Linked DNA regions of Gossypium hirsutum: region 1 is linked to region 2. A link is a contact called in public Hi-C data. All regions are on one chromosome and are shown on one strand. The core of a region is the stretch at or near the end of the contact, and the rest is flanking DNA. Distances in the headings are between cores, read along the strand shown.

Region 1 (2,922 bases), core at 230-2,729, 66 kb after region 2:
CTTTAAGGATTATTTTATCTCTTATTAATTTAAAAAACATGAGATAACTAATATATAATAAATTTTAAGCCTTATAGACCACTTATATGAAGAGAATATATTTTACAAAACTTTCTTTTACTTAACTAACTAGTACTATAAAATGTGATCACCTCCAAACCATCCAACACAATTTCAGAAGTTCACACATTCGCAAGTTAAAAAAATCTAAAAGTTCTTTGAAGGGGAAATTTTGTAGACTTGAAGTATTCTCCTTGCCAAACAATCATTATTAAATCATATTTCCTCAATTTGATCAATTACGTTTTAGTCCTATAATTTTCAAATTTTACAATTTAGTCTCTTAGCCACATTTTCACACTCACAATTTCTTACATTGGTTTCCACCTTCTATATCAACTTAATTCTTTGAGAATTCTCTTTATCTGACTCATTTATGAATTTCCTCGAAACTCACTAAACACGATCTAAAAACTATACCAGATGTAGTATTTGAGATTTTGGGGCATTGCAAAATTTGTCCCTAAACTTGGCAATTATTCCCACATTGGGGCTTGAACTTTTTTTTGTCCAATTTAGTCTATGATATTTCGTTAAAAAAGTTGAAGAAAAAAAAATTAATCCCTGATATGAGAACAATTATCGAGTTCAAACCTTAAATAGTGCATTAACCCTATTTGTTTTATGAAAGAAAATTTATATGGAAGGTCAGGATTCTCAAAAGGTATAATGATTTATTTAGCCCTCCAATTTTATAAAAAAAAAAGTTATTTTACCCATCCATTTAATTCTTACCTTTTTAGCTTTTAAACTTGTATTTTCTTATCAAATCACCCCAAAGTAGATTAAAAAGTTAATGTTTTTTAACTTATGTTGCATACATGTGGATTACCGTGTGGATGACACGTTAGCATTTAATTAATTTTTTAAAATTAAAAAATTCAAAAAATATAGATAAAATATTTTTAAGCATTAAAAATTATTAAAATTATTTTAAAAAATTATAATTTTTTTATAATTTTTAAATAATTAATCAAATGCTAATGTGTCATTTACATGGTAATCCACGTATATGTCATGTCAACAAAGTTAACAAAAATTAATTTTTTCATCTATTTTGAGATGATTTGACAAAAAATATAAATTCAAGAGCTAAAAGAGACAAAAAAAAATTAAAATAATATTTTTGATAAAATTAAAGAGACAAATAAATCATTATATCTCCATAAAGCGAAAGTCAATGAGGTTGAATTCTTTAGTTGACATACAAAATTGTTACATGCCATAGGACCGCAAGCACGATAGCAATTGACACGATCCGTGCCTTCGCAAGTTGGATATCTTTGAAACGGGCTAACCATGGAGTTTTGATCCATGACCTATTTGGCAAACATGGCCCTAACTAAGGGACTTGAGTCCAAATGGTGATACCCATTTTGTTATGGTTCAAGGAAGGAAGCAAAGACATGACATGGGTTAATTTGGTACGATATTAAAAAGCATTTCTGGATGGTATATAGGGACGTCCGGTATATACTTAGCTGGCATTGGTAATGTCTAGGATTGGGAGACAAAGAGTCACAACAGCATTTAGACCCAAAAGGTACAACACAGTGGAGCCAAATTAGTGGTTTTGGTTGCCCATATTTACCTCTCGCAACAACCTAGTAGACCACACGCCACCCTCCCATTTATTAGGGTATTGTAATCTCATCATAATCATTATCCCTCTCTCGGTTTCCATGTGACTCTGTGCAGCAGTCTGCAGAGGTTCCACTTCCGCAGTCACTTGCTGAAATTTATATGACGGCTTCACCCACAACTCCACCAATATTATTATTGACAAATCATATGTTACGTCAACATGAGAATTTCTAATTCATTAACACTGGAATTTTAATCAAACCACCTTGTTGGGTAGTGCAAAATATAGTAGAAGAAAAAAAAGCAACACGAGGAAGAGCATGTCCTACTTTACTTCTACATTGAAAGGATGGATATGATATGACATGGCATGATTACCTCAACTTTCTAACATTCAATTCCACCAGCAGAGCGCTACCTAACTCTATTTATTTCAGATGCTTCATCTCCATCATTATAATTATACTAATATTTATTTACTGTTTGTTTGCATCCAATTGTTTGAATAAACGCAACTCGTTTAAGCTTCAACTAAAACTTTATGGGCTGAATCAACTTCAACTTGACACAAGCAAATATTTTGTGTGTCTGACATTAAATATAGCCAAATACTATCATCTCCAAAATAAGAAAATTATTTAATTAAATAAGAATAAATTTGGTGTGTTTTTAATGTTTTATCTTATTGAATATAATTTTGTTTTTTTATATCAACAACTTCAATTTAAAATAATAATTGTGATCCTTAATAAATTTTGAATATGGTGATAAGATAAATTATACTTTTAAATAAATATATATGTTTAAATCTTAAATATGATATTTTAAGAGAGACAATCACAAACCCTAAATATAGACTATAAAACGAATATAAATTATATAAAAAAATATTAATTGTAATCAAATTTTGAAAATTGGAGATGATATTAGTATGAAGACGAGGAGGTTGTATTATTAAAATTTTTGAATGTTAAAATAAAATAAATTTATCAATTTTTTGCATTAAAGAAATTGAAAGAGAAATGTGACCAAAGTCTGTCCGTTCTTTTGTATTGATCATTTTAAAAATTTATCATTCGATTAAAAGTTTTAATGTTTTTGAAGTATTATTAAGTCGATTTAAAATTTTTAATATTTATTAGAAAAACTTTCTCCATTGAAGCTTGTTATTAAATTCTTGGTTGTAACATATAGTTAATTTATTTAATTAGGGAATAAATGTACGAAGGGAACTAGATATAAAAACGATTAGCTTTATCCATCAGCGGCAACTTTGAA
Region 2 (3,013 bases), core at 216-2,715:
GTTCGATCGGTTCGACCATCATACCAACAATAATTAAATAAATAATTAAAAATTCATAAAAAAAACTAAAAATGCAAGTAAAATAGATTTTATCTTTTCTTTTTATTTTTATTTTTACTTTTTTAATTTTTTAGTTATTTATTTAATTATTTTTGGTCCAATGGTCGAACTGGTTGAATCGGGAACTGGTGGCCTAACCTGGTCAACCATGGGTTTGGTTATTAAAACACCAAATATAACACTTTTGAAATTGTACCACGTCATCATCTAAAACTTTTTTTTTTAAACTTAGAGTGCCACATTATTAAACTTTCAGATTTTTCAAGTTCAGTAATAAAAATGGACCTAGTTGTCGAGTTCAAAATGGACAAAAAAAATATAAGCTCCAAAGTGAACTCTAATTGTCAAGTTTAGTGACTAATGTGGACTTATTTTTCAAGTTTAGGGGTCAATACTTATATTATCCTCTTTCTTTTCACAATCATTAATAGAATAAGCTATTTCAATACGCGAATAAAGAAAAATTTTAAATACCTACATGCCAAGTTTGACAGGTCAAAAGTTGCATTACCCATACATTTAACTGTTGAAATGCATGCATACAGACAGATTATAAGTTTTGCAAGAATTGTTTGTCATTGTTTGGAAACAAGTGTTGACAGTTGAGGACTGCCAGCATTTTGAATGTTAACATTGGAGATAATGACCCAAAGGGACCAAACAAAAACTCCATAAAGAGCCAAAAACTGTTGGGGTGTGTTTGGTTTGAAGTCTGATGAGCATGACATGAGCGGCGTTGGTTTGTAGATATGGGGCCGAGGGGTGGGGGTTGCCTTGTCGTGATCGTATTAATCATATATCATGTAGTTGTAAGATGTTATTGTATCCTTCTGTCCATTTCCAAGGACATAACTTTGAATACACTCCTCTGTTAAATTGATTCAATTAGTAAATTTGAATTTAAATATTATTAATATTTGTGTTTTTCTTCTATAGCAAATTACGAATATATATAAAATTTTCAAGACTTGGTCACTATTGAAACTTGTTTATGTTCACTTCGTATATTTTATGTTACATTGGTTACGTGGAAAACTGTTTCCAAACTCAAAAAGCATCACACTATTTTGTTAGCTTACCTTCGAGGTTTAGCAATTTGTCAACTGAGATATGAAAGTTACAAAACAATGATAATGAAGCTCTAGAAAGAAAACGGAAGTTCAACAAGATCACTTTTGGTTAATGTGAGTTTCATCATGCTAATTTCAATATGTGTATGTTCGATCTCAATTCGTGTAGGTCATGCATAGGTTTTGTCCTATTACCTCAATGTTGTTTTCTCACGTTTCATTCAGGTTTACGACTGTCTTGGCCGGCCCTTCGGGATTGGGTTCATAAGATGGTTAGTTAGGTCTTTCAATTATCTTAATACGATGTAAACCCCAATCCATCGTGACCTTAACCTGCTTTCATTGGGCTGGGATTTCCTCCAGGCCTATGTTATCTAGTTTGATGCCCTATGGAGGAGAGGACGGCATTAATCAATCAATTCAACATGCTTAAAGACTTCTGTCGTTAGTTGAGGTGATAATGTTGCAAATTTCTCGAAAACCTACTTTTTGGTTAAAAACAATGATTCTTTTAGTGGTGGTGAGAGCAGTTGAGAAGAGGTGATGCCATGCCAATTATGACTTTGAAGTGAATTTTGGTTAACATTTGAAGAGTATTAGGATTGGCTCAGCCTCAGTTAGTATTCAACTCAGCTCAATTGCTTATCCTTCAAACACTCCGAACACATTGCTTGTGTGTTATTATTATTATTATTATTTTTACAGTTTCTTCAAGGGAATTGGACAATGAGTTGAGTAACTGGAAAGATGGGGAAGGACATCTCATTATTAGACTGTTTGTTTTGTTTGGTATTTATTGCAAATTAATTGCTGGCTTTATTATCAACTCCCCCCCCCCAAAAAAAAAAATGGTTGCTGGCTTAGGCTTAGCTGTGAAACATAATTTCTTCCCACTAGCTTTAAAGGCCCAACTTACTCCTGTAACTTGCTGTAGGCCTTTTAACTCCTAAAACCAAAAAAAAAAAAAAAAAAAAATTGAAGTTATGATATTACTTTTTATATTTTGTAAAAGTTCGTGAATTTAATTTATATATTTTAATTTGATTATTTTAGTTGCTGTAGTTTTTAAATTTTAAAATTTCAGTTCTCGCAAAATAATCATTGTTAAATTCATTAATTTTGTTATTTCTAAAATTTAACGAGGCAAATATATTATCATGTGTTATACACTGCTAACTTGTCATTTCCACGTATTGCTCACTAAAGATCCAATTTATGAATTAATGATTGTTATTTGTGTCAAGACTAAAATTTCGAAATTGGTGAAGTATAGGGACTTAAAATGATCAAATTAGTGAATATAGACTAAATCTACAATTGCACATAGATTGTAGAACCAGTAATTGAATTTAACCAAACAAATTTAACTATTACTTTTTAGGTTAGGATTAAAATTTTAAAATTTGAAAAGTAAAAGACTAAATCCATAACTTTTACAAAGTATAGGGACTAATAGCATAATTTTACCTAAGATAAATGAGTTATGGACACAATAAATGGAGTCTTTCTTATTTCTTCGTTGGGACATTGGATGTGATAGGATAGGATGGTAAAGTTTGGATTCCAATTATAATTTCACACAAAAATTTTGCCATTAGGTCAAAATAATACTTAACGCTCAATAAATGCTTTTATTGTGAGTTTCATGAATGAGGGGTTGGACCCGTGCTATTCCAATTACATTTCATATAGTTGCAATTGGAGAAACATCTTCATTAGTTGAAGTTTTATCAACAATACAAAGTAATGACAAATAAACAACATCATGAATAAATAGAACAATCAACAACATAAGCAAAGCAAAGAAAAAAAAAACTCCCCCTTATTAGTACCATTAAATGTTATCATGTTAGGTAGCATTATTTAACATATTATCAAAATTT

What was found. A called contact is a pair of places that touch in the nucleus more often than the background predicts.
Region 1: a Hi-C map of leaf shows a contact between it and region 2, with 1.7 times the contacts expected there. The contact joins two enhancer-like sites. A contact is called at or near these places in 2 of 34 Hi-C or Micro-C datasets (hypocotyl and leaf).

Annotation. Positions count from the first base shown.
Region 1 is chrA12:86,900,827-86,903,748 of Gossypium_hirsutum_v2.1, forward strand. No RefSeq gene overlaps it. Among protein-coding and RNA genes, the nearest start is that of LOC121210939, 5.3 kb to the right of the region's middle. Within about 2 kb of position 1,480, at least 4 of the 9 cell types and tissues checked have an H3K27ac peak or open chromatin away from gene starts, as enhancers often do. A contact at or near this core is called in hypocotyl and leaf, where this site is marked.
Region 2 is chrA12:86,835,261-86,838,273 of Gossypium_hirsutum_v2.1, forward strand. No RefSeq gene overlaps it. Among protein-coding and RNA genes, the nearest start is that of LOC107938053, 21 kb to the left of the region's middle. Within about 2 kb of position 1,466, at least 2 of the 9 cell types and tissues checked have an H3K27ac peak or open chromatin away from gene starts, as enhancers often do. A contact at or near this core is called in hypocotyl and leaf, where this site is marked.